2 separate regions of the Zea mays genome follow, and region 2 is linked to region 1. A link is a contact called in public Hi-C data. All regions are on one chromosome and are shown on one strand. Each heading gives the region's core, a stretch centred on a gene start, on an enhancer-like site or on the middle of the called end of the contact. The rest is flanking DNA. Distances are from core to core; before and after follow the strand shown. Region 1 has its middle 88 kb from the start of LOC109942499. Region 2 has its middle 140 kb from the start of LOC103638238.

Region 1 (6,935 bases), core at 1,859-4,358:
AATCCCGCTTTAAAGAAACTTTTGAAGACTACCACCTCATTCTTTTCCGGCTTCGGAGTAATTTCCTCTCCGCCAAAACGAACCAGCTCCTTTTTGCTTCACTGAAGTAGCCTAGCTTCATCAGCTTAGACATATCACCTTCGGTAATGGTGGATTTCCCAAACTCCAGGTGGTTGGGTTTAGATGGCACGACGCTGTAATCATCTTCAGATTCAAGTCTCAACATCAACCCGCTCAGCTTCAGCGGCAGGTGCATCCTACGGTATTACCAGCCCTGACTGTTTCATCACTTCAGAAATTGGAGCGGTTTCGGCACCTTCGGCTTTCTCTCCGTCGCGAGTAACCTTAGCTGTTAAGCGTACCCTAACCATCTGATGATTGAATTTCTTGTCTTTTGACAAAGTTGAAATTTTTTTAGTTTTGCCGAAGCTCTTTTTTGTTGCGAAGCTCGAGCAAAATGAATAGCTTCGGTTGAGGATGCAGTAAACAAGCTTCGGCTATGGTCAAATTTTTGGCAGCAAAACAGTGTAATAGCAATGAATGTTGTAGTAACTTCACACCTACCCGTCTGTTTATATAGTACCGCAGGTGGGAAGGTGAATCGTCAAGTATTCCGCACCGGACGAACAGTTGCCCGCACCCACTGAATGGTGGGCCAGAGAGCTCGAGCAGATGAATCGCCAGGACGCGCGTTACCGCTGCATGGTGGGGCCACCTCGTGCTCAGGTTATTTTAATCGTTTCTCGGCAACGAGCTCAGGGAAGGTGTTTTTCAGATCTTCGGCATCTCGAAGCCTAGGAGACTTTTTCACGGATCAAGCTCGTTACGAAAAACGATCTAGCACCACGAAGGGGCTACTATTGGGGTATGCTTCGTAGCCAAAGATCCTGAAGGAAGAAACACCTTCGGCTAATCTTCTCGAAAGCAGTGCCGAAGCTATCACCCATGAAGCTTCGGCAAAGTGACATACCTCAAGACGAAGGAGTGAACCGACCTAAAAATTAAATGACCAATAGACCCATGATAGTTTGTGTCATGATTGTAATCGATTGAAAAGGATATAAATGTAATTTCACACAGGCTGCGTCCTGTGCCTATAAATAGATGAACAGTACCCCTGTACTGTTCACGCAATCTTGTAATCACTCGGACGCGACACTTGGATTATTGCCTTCTGTCAAGACGAAGGTATAAATGTGGTTAAATGTTATGTTTTAATATTTGAATTTGTATAATGAAATATATGAATAAGTTTATGTGTTTTAATACATTATACTTTCATGTTTTATATTTCGTCTTTCGTTATTTCATAACTCTAATTACGAAGGTATGACCTTCGTGATTCTTGCTCATGACCTTCGTCCGAAGTTCATTATACCCTAGGGGAGATAATGTTCCGATGGACGAAGGGCATTAACATTTAACATTTTATGTTGCCTTGTTCTATATTCAAAGCATTTGAGAACAAGTCCCCAACAAATTTCTTTCCAACCTTGGACTGCCAAATCCAATTGAAGGCAGAGGGAGGCTAGATTGACTGAAAAGTGTGGCTATAGAACTTGGATGAGCTGAAGGTAGTATTGCCCCATAGATAGGTCCATTTATCTTTAGCAGCTGTAGAATTCAGAAGATTGCTCATCAGTTCGTGGAAAGCCAGATATTCATGAGTGGCCTGAGGAGATTAAGGAGTATGGAAATTGTGCTCCATATCCATGTTGGCTAAAAAATCTTGAAGTGAGCATTCCTTTGTCTTGGCAACTATCAAGAAGTGAGTAAAATGCCCTAGAAGTCGGGTTGTTAGTCAGGTCTTATACTGAAAGCAGACTGACAGTGGTTTCTAATCAACCTTGGAGTCGATTTGTGCTTGATCCAGTGAGTAAATGACCAAGGTCTCTGTGACAAAGTCGAAGCTGGTATATAGGGGTACAACTTTGGTATAATCGACTTGGTGGCTTGCTGAATGAAAATCAAAGAAAAAGGGCCCTCGACTTGGTCTGTCAGGACACTGAATGAAGATGGTGATGGTACGGTGACTGAGAAAGATCAGAGGCGCCGGGCACTTCACCGATGATCCCACACCGTGATTCGCGCCCACCGGAAAAGATCTGGGAAGGGTCGTGAATGTGGTCTCTGGCACCGGTTCATCCATCGTGATTCGCTGGCCTGCGACGTGGCCGAGCGGTCGATGCCGTTGTGGCTCCTGGTCATCTCGGTTGCACCACGCCATAGACCATGTATCACATCATTGTAGGTCATGTAAAACAGCCAATTACCCCCTCCCAAACATTACACTCATTGAGCGCCACGTTTGGCGAACTCCAGTGACTCATCTTGACGTCACCATGAGTTCATCCCCGTCCAAAATTCAGAGCAACTGCAACCGGCCTCTATAAATTGAGTGCCCTTCCTGCTCCGCCTTCTTGTTACGCACCTAGAGAACCACTCCTCACCTCAAATCATCCACCATAGCTCGCGAATTCTAGATTTCCCCCAAAATCAGCCGAAACGCCGTCGTGAGGCATCATGTCGTGGCCAGCCATTCTCAGGTCCATTCACATCCCTCTGATCCATGTTTGTACACCCTCTGGTGCTAGTGAAACTCCTGGTCTCGGCCAATTGAACGCTACCGCACCGTAGCTTTGGGAACGTTGCATCGTCATCCGGCAACGCCATCGTGGACATGGCTCATGTCGACCGGTTGTTCCGGGGTGTCTCCGTCCAAGTTTGCGCGAGCACCATAGTCCTAGTATGTCACTGATTCGTTCCACGTCCCTGGATTGAACGCGACCGGCTTGGGAAAACCGGTAAGGGCACGCCAGTGATCTTGCTCCGCCGTTGTCGTGGGCAGCTACGAATTAATGATGCTCTGGTCGAATTAAGCTCGTGAGTGTGTTCGGGTAGCACCTGTGATGGTGTCCGTGTACTCGGCACCACCGGAATAGGTCACCGCCAGCGAGTACAGGCGACCCCGGCCAAGTATTTGATCGGTGCGCGGCCAGGGACTTGAATCGTGAAGAAATAGAAGTACGGGGGCCTATATGCGATTGTTAGTGAGACACAGGAATAGTGTTCAGGGACTATTTACTGGTTATTCAAATGGCTAGGGACCTTTGCGCAAAACAAAACGCGAGGACGCGGGCGCGTTCCGCCTGTCTGTGGGCCAGTCGGGCTGGATACGACCCGTTACTATTCACGTTTTAATCTTTTCTTTTTACTGACAACTTGGGAAATTCATAGGAAATAGTAGAAAATTGGTAAAATCGTGAGACTAATTTTGCTAGATTCATAAAATCGAGTAGTATTTAATAAAAAATAATTCCAAGATTTTTATCCCAAACCTAGAATTTTGTAGCATTTAAAGGTGCTTAAACCAAGCCTTTTAGAATTTTAGAAATAGTTTAATAATTACAAAAATCATAAAACTTTTTGGGTAGGGTTAATATGACGATTAGAGCCCTGAGTGAAGTTTGAAATAATTTGGACACTGTTTGACCAAAAATGCAATAACTAGCTTCATAGGATTAACTACTTAATACTAATCCTAAAGGAATGCCTAAGTAGAAAACCTTAGTGATTGGTTTGTATCGTGAAGGAAAGTTGTATTCAAGATGCAACTTACTATATTTCTATTATGTAACTGCATATTCATGACATAGCATAAACATTCATGTACATGTATTATCATGTATAGAACACGAGGAAGAAACCATAATAGAGGAAGAGGTTGTCTCCCAGACTGAGAATCCTTTAGCGGAGAACAACTTTTACTTTGATATCTGCGGTGTGGAAACAGAAACTCCTGCAACACAAGGCAAGCCCCAGTGCATTATCCTTTTTCCTTATTGTTTTAAAATCTTTATCACCTTATATGATGCATTAGGTGATAGGAATTATGTGATAAACAGTTGATGAATTTCCTTCCTTGGAAAATTGGTTACGATTCCTTGTTTGCCTGTTTTGTTTAAACAAGTTTTCTAATGCTTAGTCTTGCTATACAAAACAAAAGGTTTTGTTTTGAAAAAGGTGATGCTTCACACTGGATGGGAATTTTTACAAAGAAAAGACTTATGATGGTGGATCCATCATGGCCATGATGGGTTCAACATCTGAAAAGAGTACCTCTGCCAGGTACCAAACTTTGGGTTTTAAATGATAAAGACGAGACCGGGCGGGTGACTTGCACGAGAAGGAAGTCTCGGTGTAATGTCTCCGTTTGAGTCGGTTAAGGACTGAGCCGATATAGGCTTGATGATCGAGGACCTTTTAATTGGCCACATGCCTCATCATGGGTAAGCTTTGCCTTGGTCGGACCAATACCAGAAAGGCTACCACGCAATGGGAGTGGAGAGATGGCAAGAGTAGCATGTACCCTTCGTGACAAGAGGTTGGACGGTGGAGTATATGTGCTCTCGGTTGGCGTGAACCCATTCTGGTCTTGAGAAACCCGAGTGCGAGTTGACATATGCAAGGGTTAAGTGCTACATATGTCGTGTGGTTGGAGATCCCTAGCTAGGTATTAATTGATTCAGATCACCATTTCTTCTCGGACATGAAGACTTGGTCACTTCCCTACATGTAGCAACAAGTGAACAGAAGGGGTGATAAAAAGATGGCTAGTATAGGCCAAGTGCTTGATCTAAGAATATAAAGGAATCTAGATGCATGTAATTACTTAACCTGATAAGTAAAATGAATTTTTAAGGATCCACTTATAGTAAGCTTTTCTGCAAAAAGAGTCTTTGAATTATGATAAGGTTTACCTTGATTCCCAAATGCTAGCATATCCTTGAGAGTCTTTTTCCTTTGATGGGTAAGACTTGCGAAAGTACACTCATACTCAGGGTTTTCAAACCCATGTTGTTGTAGGTGATGAAACTGATGAGTTCTGTTGTTTTTGTTCCAAGGTGGTTCTAAAGCAGGAGGAAAAAAACTAAGACCTACCCCGGGAAGGTGTTTTGCCTTCCTATGATGTAATAATAAGTTTAAGCACTCAGTACCCGTTATGTAATAATCAACTCTTTCTATATTTTACTTATGAATGTAAACTATGTTATTGTAATCCTTTTCGCTTACTTTGATGATGTGTAATGTCTACGTTATGGGATAAGAGCTCTTGGACGATATGATGGAGGTACAGGTAACCGAACCTGCCGAGCCATTATGCGCTCCTGCATGACTGTCTGAGGTCCTCGGGACAAGGACATCTTTAGGTGGGCCTAATACCTTGGGAGGTTCCGTGACAATAACCATGGGGTACCCCGCCCCCAGAGTAGTGAGTGGTCCAAATTAGATTTACCAAAGGCTTGTATTCTCTGCCATAGAATTTGTGAATTAATTTGAGTAAGAGGGTCGTGTTCTAAATCTTCAGATTGAGAACCCCCAGGCCCCCTCGATTTCTAGGACAACAAACTGTGTCCCAGGTGACCAGAGGATTTTGGTGTGCATTTTCACTGCTACCGCACTAGAGAGAGTCCCTTCTGATACGATCGATAGTGTTAATGACCGTTACCAGTATCTTAAGGGTGCAAATTGCAAAGATGGGCATCATCGAGTAAGTAGAGTTGACCAGAGTAACTCTTCTTGCTATAGATAACCAAGAACTAATGGCATTGATCCTTCTTTCAACATTGGTGATGAGAGGGAGGTATTCTTTGACTTTCGATCTCGTGAGACCCATTGGCAAACCCAAATAAGTGAACGGGAAGGTGCCAACTTGACATCCAAACATTGCCGCCAACTGATTGATTTTGGTGACATCAAGGTTGATCGACAAGAGGCATTTGTTGAAATTAATCTTGAGTCATGTCGACATAGAGAACGAATGCAGAATGCCTTTTAAGCAGAACAACTCCCTCGTGAGGCCTTCATGATGATGAGGGTATCATCTGCATATTGAATAACAGGGAAGTCCGAACGGGTGGTGCCTTTGAATGGAGCCGAGAGGATGCCCATATTTGCGGCATTGTTGATGATACATTGGAGAAGGTCCACTGCAATGACAAAGAGGAGTGGTGAAAGGGGATCAACCTGCCTGCCCCTCTCATACACCGAAAAATCTCCCTGGAACGCCATTCAATAAACTACAGAGGAATCTGAATTGAGAATGGTTTGGGCCCAACTGATCTACTTATCACAGAAACCAAGCAGTCTGCGCATCACTAGGATGGCATTGTGCTCTATTGTATCAAAGGATTTAGCAAAGTCTAGCTTCCAAACCACTTCTTCTTTTTTGACTGTTGGCATTAGTGAATGTACTCATAAGTCCATGCCAAACTATCTTAAATAGATCTATGCTTCATAAACCCATATTGGTTTCTGTGAATAAGACTCGACATCTTTGGTTGCAGCCTGTTGACCAGGAGTTTGGTGATCAACTTGATGGCTATGTTGAGGAGAGAAATGGGTCTATAGTCACTAATGGTAACCGGATTGCTGACCTTGGGAATCATAATAATGAATGTGGTGTTTAGCCCTTCAAGATTGACAGAACAGTCAAATAAATCTTGACATAACTTGTAAAAAATAGCCTTGACGATGGACCAACAGGACTTCAATAATTTGTCATTGAATCCATTAGGGATAGGTGCCTTATTCGCAGGCATATTCTGAACAATTCTATCAATTTCATCCGAAGAGAATGACATAGTAAGATCATGTACACCTTCAACAGGATGGACCAAGTCTGTAGGATTGAAGACCATGGTGGGGTTATTAGAGATCCCCATACGATCCTTCAATGCCTCCCAAAGACAAACAACTTTTTATCATGACCAAAAAGTTTATGCCCTCCTCATTGACTAAAGATGCAATGACATTATGCATGTATCTGTTTGTTGTGGTAGCATGGAAAAATTTAGTGCATTCATCACCAAGGGTAACCCATCTTTCTGTGTAACTCTGCCTCCAGTAGCTATTTTTTTTATTTTAGGAGCCTG
Region 2 (6,935 bases), core at 3,293-5,792, 260 kb after region 1:
TGATGTCTTGAACAGGTGGATTGGATATGAACTCTGAAAAGGGCCTCTGCGGGGGAAGATTCCAGGCAGAATATGAAAGGGGAGCACCAACATTCGAAACCTTGCCTCTCAGCATAAAATCAACCCGACTCAACACGTCCTCCTTAGATATTCGCTTATTAGTAATTCGAGTGGGATCATCAACACTGGTGTACAGGTAAGCAGAGTAGACTCTATCCTTCAAGGGCTGAATATTCTTGAAAACAAAGTCGACAACAACAGCTTCAGTAGTCAAGCCTCTATCCTTAATACACATATCTCTGCAAGCAGCACCCTGGACTCAACAAGCTCCAAATTTGTGGGGATCTCTGTTCAGCTAGGCATTCGAACGTCGGGTTGTCTCCCTGATCGAGCCGGAAGAGACTTTTTATGATTTTCCATAGTAAACCACTCGAAGCACCATCCCTTAATGTTGTCTTTCAAAGGAATGTCGAGATACTCAGCCTTCCTACCTCAGCGAAGTTCCAAGCTAGCACCTCCAACAAGCTGATGTTGCCCATCAGCCATCCCGGGCCAACAATGGTAATGGTATTTCCAAAGCCCAAAGTGTGGAAGAATTCCAAGGAAAGCTTCGTGAAGATGAACAAACACAGCAAGTTGAAGCACAAAATTGGGATTCAAATGAGTGAGGTTCAGAGAGTAAAAATCGAGAAGACCGCGGAAGAAAGGAGAAACTAGCAGGGCCAATCGCCGGATGAGAAAAAGCACAAAAATAACCGCCTCGTGAGTATCCTCTGTTGGTATAGTAGCCCCATGCCAGATCCGCCAGGAACATGGTTCCTTGGGCGGTAGAACACCCATCTCAACAAGGTGCAGAAGGTTAGCTTTAGAAACGATAGAAACATGGTTACCAGCGAAGGGGAGTTGACTGTTGGGATCAATCGGAGGAATGTCTGGGATAGTAGCGCTCTTTTTCTTTTCCTGGGCACCATCGCAGTTTTTTCAAACGACGCAAACAGATCTAGAAATTCAGAAAGCTAGAGAGCGGCGGAGCAAAAAACAAGAACTAGGGTTCAGAGCCCAAGAAGACGTCAGCAGAAGTATGTGTTGGCATGTTAAGTCGGGCGCAAAAGGGCAAGCCGATAGCTCGGGAGAAATCTTGCTTGCAGCAAAGCAAGCATCACTCGAGCATTACCTCTAAAATGCTAGTGAACCATCAGGCACAAGAGCAGAGTACACAGTAGCAGATTGGCACGAAAGCAGGTCTTCATTCACAAGAGGGAGATCATTACCAAATTGAGACCAACTCATCATAAGTCGGCCTCCCACCTCCGGATTAGTACAATACATTACATTACATTACTTCTTAGACTACACTACACTACTAACTTAACTACATTATTCTACTACTAACTACTACTACTACTATTGCTACGCTATACTAATATTTAAGTCGTCAACATTATGCCACCAGCCTTTCCATCGCCGCCATTGCTGTCGCCACCGCCGCCCTCGTCGTCGCCCTTCCCGTTGTCGTCGCCACCTTTGCAGTCGCCCTTGCCGTCATCTCCTTTGTCATCGCCGTCAGCGCCGCTGCCGCCGCCTTCGCCACCGTCGCCATCGCCGCTGCCCTCGTCACCATCGTCGCCACTGCCTTTGCCATCGTCATCGCCACTGCTGTCGTCGCCCTTGCTGCTGTCGACCTCGCTGTCGCTCCACTCCTAGTCAGAGGAGTCCTCCACCTCCTCCGAGATGTTCGACCCACCGAGCCCCACGCGCTCGATGGATCACTAGTATGCCCGCGCTGCGACGGACAGTCCCATAGAGTCATCCGAGTTTTCGAACGACGCCACGGGGGACGCCGGGGCAGGCGAGCGATCATATTTGGAGGTGACCTCCTCCGAGTACTCTGAGTCCCCGTAGTCCTCCGAGGGAGGACTTAGGGCACGCTTGCACTTCCCGTCAGCACGATGGGGCCATCTCTTACCTTTCTTGCCTCCGACCATGGTCGTGCAGAAGGAGGGGAAGTGAAGAGGAAAGAGAAGGCAAGTGATCAAGAACGAGTGGAGAAAGTAGCTGGGCCGGGCGGGCTATTTAAAGAGGCTAGGAGGCGACCGTCCACTTCCTACCCCGCTCACCGAACAGTCGCAAGAATTCAATAATCAATTCAAACCGCCTGGAAATGAGTCAAGCGTTTGGCGCCGTTTCGCGTAACATGGCACCGGGTGGAATCAAGTCAATCGCTCAGGCAAAGTATTACACCTCTCCATCATGTCAAGTTACTACTTTGGGACAACGCGATAGACACCTTTTACTGGGCACACACCCTTTGGGCACACCCATTGGGTGTACCGCCAAGATTCTTCAAGATTTTCTGAAGCGATGATACTGGCAACATATACGCAATGAATATACCGCGACAAAGGGGAAGACCGGCTAAAATGGGAGGAAGTCCAAATGTGGTTACCAAAGCACAAGTCCAATCAGCAGAGGCATTAAAGTACGCAGCCGAGTGGTGTCTAGCCTAGGGCTCCCTGTTTTGACTAGCTGGATCCCCAACTTGTCACCGATCAAATTGATTCCAGACCAAACAAGAAACGGACAGACGTCGTCACTGGGTTATCCCAAAAAATCATTTCAAAAGAATAAGATGAAGACCTTTGAATTAATTATTTCAAAAATCAACTCCAAACTCGGGGGCTACACCCATTGGGTGCACCTCCGGTGCACCCAATGGATTCACAATACTTTGGAACCAAGTGCTGATTTCAAAAGCATAAGAAGAAGACCTTTGAATTGATTATTTCAAAATCAACTCAAAGCTTGGGGGCTACACCCACTGGGTGCACCTTCGGTGCACCCAACGGATTCACAATACTTTGGAGCCAAGTGCTGATCTCAAAAGCATAAGATGAAGACCTTTGAATTGATTATTTCAAAATCAACTCAAAGCTCGGGAGCTACACCCAATGGGTGCACCTAAGGTGCACCCCATGGAGTTACAAACATTTCAAGTCATACGATGAGCCCATAAGCAAGGACCATGAACCTTTGAATCGATTATTTCAAAATCAACTGAAAGATTGGTGGCTTGTGGGGGATAGATATCCCCCGGGTCCACTTGAAGGCAAAAACTCCGCTTGGGGCCACATGCTAGTCGCCCCGCAAGAACGCCGCGTCGTGGGCCGGGCAAAGATAATGGTGGAAATTGGCCGACCCCAGGAAGGCGATGGGCTCACGCCCGGATTACTCGTGGCTTGGGCGTGATCTCGTTGAAGCTGTTCGCTTTTCCCGCGCCAGACATCCTCGAACACCGGGGATAGCTCGAAACGGAGGTGCCGGGTTTTCTTCGGGATTAGCGAAGTCTGGTCGCTATTAGCTAGGAGATAAGCTAGAAGAGTGTGATCAGCATGTACGCGGGAAGCGCCCTACGGTCATGTAAATAAGGCCTAGGGCGATCCCCGTCACTTTCATCTCATTAGCACCTCACCATTCGGTAGACACCACTTGTAAACACCCCCCTCATACAAAGTCACCCCAGGAAATAGGGTATTACGCTCCTCAAGTGGCCCGAACCTGCTGAAAATCGCTTGACTCTCTCTCTCTCTCATGCCCCCGGTACGAACCATCGAGTTACAATCCACGACACCGTCCTACTCAAAAGCACCGATAGTAACCTATTAGGTCACATTAGCTTAACCTAACTATGTCACGGTGATTATAAAGATAATTATTAGGTAAAGAAAGTGATTAATGACACTACTTGCCTTTTACTTGCGATTCCAGGTACTTCTCCAAAGTTGGGCGTTAAATTCCTGTCACCTCGCTTGTACTCATAGCCATACATACAATGTAGCATATAATGGATATGGTAACATTACACCAAAGCATATGAACAAACTGTGTAAGAATATTCTACGCGCTGCTATGATATCATAGGTTTGAGAACCACTACAATCAGTGTTATGGTTGAAAACATATGGTTTTATAAAGTTCTTAGGTGATTAAATAGTAAAAATATATTCTATGTTAACTAATATAATTCATGTGAGAAAGGTACAGAAATAACTAAGTTAACCTTAATACCAACTATAACTTGATTAGATATCATATTTTAGTTAGATTATAGATAGATCAAACCAAAATGACATATTAACATGGATTTCAAAAGTTATTCTACTGAACATAGGTTTAAACAAATTAGTTATATTTTTTGAAAATAGGCTAAATGATAAAATAAAGTTATTAAAGTGTAGGCAAATTCATTACGAAGATTACGTAACTTGAACGGATAAAAACGGAGTTAAAATGGATGAGATATGGATTAAACAAGTTTCTAGGTAGTTTGTTATTAAATTTATACCTAAAAATAACTTCCAGGGTTTAATTTGCAAAGTCCCAGTTTATTTTTATTTATTTTAATCAGTAAATGGACGGTGGGTTGTTTTTAAGAGAACTTGGGGTTTCTTTTGCAAGATGTTTAGGCCGAAGGGGTATCGGTTGATCTGCGTCGTCAGATCGAAAACTAGTGGCGCATATTAGAACGTCCCACTTAATAAACAGGCACGTGACCGGGACCGCCAGATCCTAGACCTACGGGCTACGGCTTAGATCGATAGCTCACATCACACCAGACCAAACCGATTTTCTATTTCTAATCTCAAACATCCAATACCAGATCAACGATCACGACTTCACCTCCTTTATTCTCTCTCATCGTCTACCCCATACACAGCGGTGCGGCGCCCCTTCCACGACAGTGCCATGCATAGCCGGGGGTTGGCTATGAGTTCCCCATTGAACCACCTTCGAATCTAAATCGTGCTACGCGTTGTTGAGACTAAGGCAAGTAGGTCTAGGGCCTTCTTACCGGAGTCAGGATGTCAGGGTACCCCGCTGACGTGTTCCGCGGCTCGACGGTGAAAAGCATGCTCCGTCGAGCAAGTGCTCCACGCTGGATCACCCTCCGTCCAAGTGCACTATGCTCCCGCCATCGGTGCATACCAGTGAACGACCTCGCCCATGCTCCGATGTCTAGCTGCAGCAGACCTTATTTTCAACGGTGGCATTGTTTCTTCAACTCCGGCGATTGATCTTGGCTGCACTAGTCACCCAACCAGCACAGGAAGACCTTATAAACGCGCGGCGTGCACCAGCGACCACACCTAACCGCACCCCGAGGACAAGTCTGCGACATAGCGTGATGTCGACATGTCGTCGACGTCGTCCCTTTTCTATCTTCTTTCTCTGATCTCTTGGTGGTTGCTGGTGTCTACATGGACTTGTGAACGGGGTGCAAGGGCTCATATTTATAAGGAGAAATTTGCTATTTTGCCACTCTCAATTTTGGCTGCCTGTTATTATGCCAAATGATAATGGCAAAATTGTCAATGGCTCGCTGGCGTGGGGGCTATGCGGCGCAGGCCGCGGGGGTGAAGGGCGTGGGCCAGGGGCACTGCGGCTTGCGGGTCTAGGCCATGGGGAGCGGCGAGCGGGCCGAGTGGCCGGCTTGGGCTGCTCGGTGGTTTTCCTTTTACCTCTTTTATTTCTCTCTCTTTTCCTTATCCTTTTTATTTTCATTTATTTAATTTTGAACTCGAGAGCACTCACAAATTAAATGAATGTTCATCAAACATATGCATCAAGCTAAAGAAATAAAATATGAGCTCCGGCATGATGCAACATTTCATAACTCCTCACTACCGGAATTTGGCTCTTTGCCGAGTGCCAAATTCTTTGCCGAGTGTTTTATTTCGGGCACTCGGCAAAGAGCTCTTTGCCGAGTGCCACACAAAAAACACTCGGTAAAAGAAAACACTCGGCGAAGAAGCTCTTTGCCGAGTGTTTTATTTTTGACACTCGGCAAAGAGTTTCTTTGCCGAGTGTCTTTTTTTGACACTCGGCAAAGAACTCTTTGCCGAGTGTCACAAATACAACACTCGGCAAAGAGCTCTTTGCCGAGTGTTTTTTCTCCAACACTAGGCAAAGACAATTTAAAAATCACATTTTAAAGTAGTAAATTAATTCAAATGAAAAAGTTTTCAACTACAAATTTGTATAACTCATCATGATGTACAATTTATATATTGAACATTTCTTCATATGACAAAATAAAAATAAATTTGTTCATAAAACCTATATCTCTCGTAGTTTATGAAACTACGAGAGAGACGTATAGAATTTGTGCATATTGTTAGAACCATCATCTGAGATAAACAAATTACCAAACAACCAAAATAAACTTTGTAGATCTTGAGAAGTTATAGAAGTTTATAGTTGACAACTTTTTCATTTAAAGTCATATTGTCAACGAAAACTACGTCTGAATTTAAAAAATTTAAAATTTGAATTTTGAAAACGACTTCGAAAGGAAAAACCACCAACATGAAAGTTGTAGGTATTGAAGAGTTATGAAACTTTGTAGTTGACAATGTTTTAGTTTGAAATCATCTTGGTATGCAAAACTATGTTTGAATTTTAAAATTTGAATTTTTCAAACTGTCTCGGATGGAAAAAACACCAAAATAAAAGTTGTAGGTCTTGAAATGTAATGAAACTTTGTAGTTGACAATTTTTTGATTTGAAATCATCTTATCATTGAAAATTTCGTGTGAAGTTTTTAAATTTAAAATTCAAATTTTATAAACGGTCTCGGATGTAGAAACTATTAAAATAAAACTTTTAGATCTCAAAAAGTTATGCAACTTTATAGTTGGTCACATTTTCAAATGAACTCATTTAGCGTCTTAAATAATCAAATTACTCTCGATTTGTTATAGTACATGGGGAATGGAAACGTAATATAAACATAATTGGTGTAGTAGTGTAGTGGTATAAGAGGGTATGCGCGAGAGAGAGGTTGCGAGTTCGAATCTCACCATTTACAAAACATATAAGTTTGATTCAAAATAATAGTGAAAAATGATAGAGCAACGGGTAAGGTAATAGGGTAGGGT

The links. A called contact is a pair of places that touch in the nucleus more often than the background predicts.
Region 2: a Hi-C map of ear shows a contact between it and region 1, with 4 times the contacts expected there. The contact joins two enhancer-like sites. A contact is called at or near these places in 2 of 25 Hi-C or Micro-C datasets (both in ear).

Annotation. Positions count from the first base shown.
Region 1 is chr9:35,033,128-35,040,062 of Zm-B73-REFERENCE-NAM-5.0, forward strand. No RefSeq gene overlaps it. Among protein-coding and RNA genes, the nearest start is that of LOC109942499, 88 kb to the right of the region's middle. Within about 2 kb of position 3,109, at least 15 of the 20 cell types and tissues checked have an H3K27ac peak or open chromatin away from gene starts, as enhancers often do. A contact at or near this core is called in ear, where this site is marked.
Region 2 is chr9:35,295,114-35,302,048 of Zm-B73-REFERENCE-NAM-5.0, forward strand. No RefSeq gene overlaps it. Among protein-coding and RNA genes, the nearest start is that of LOC103638238, 140 kb to the left of the region's middle. Within about 2 kb of position 4,543, at least 16 of the 20 cell types and tissues checked have an H3K27ac peak or open chromatin away from gene starts, as enhancers often do. A contact at or near this core is called in ear, where this site is marked.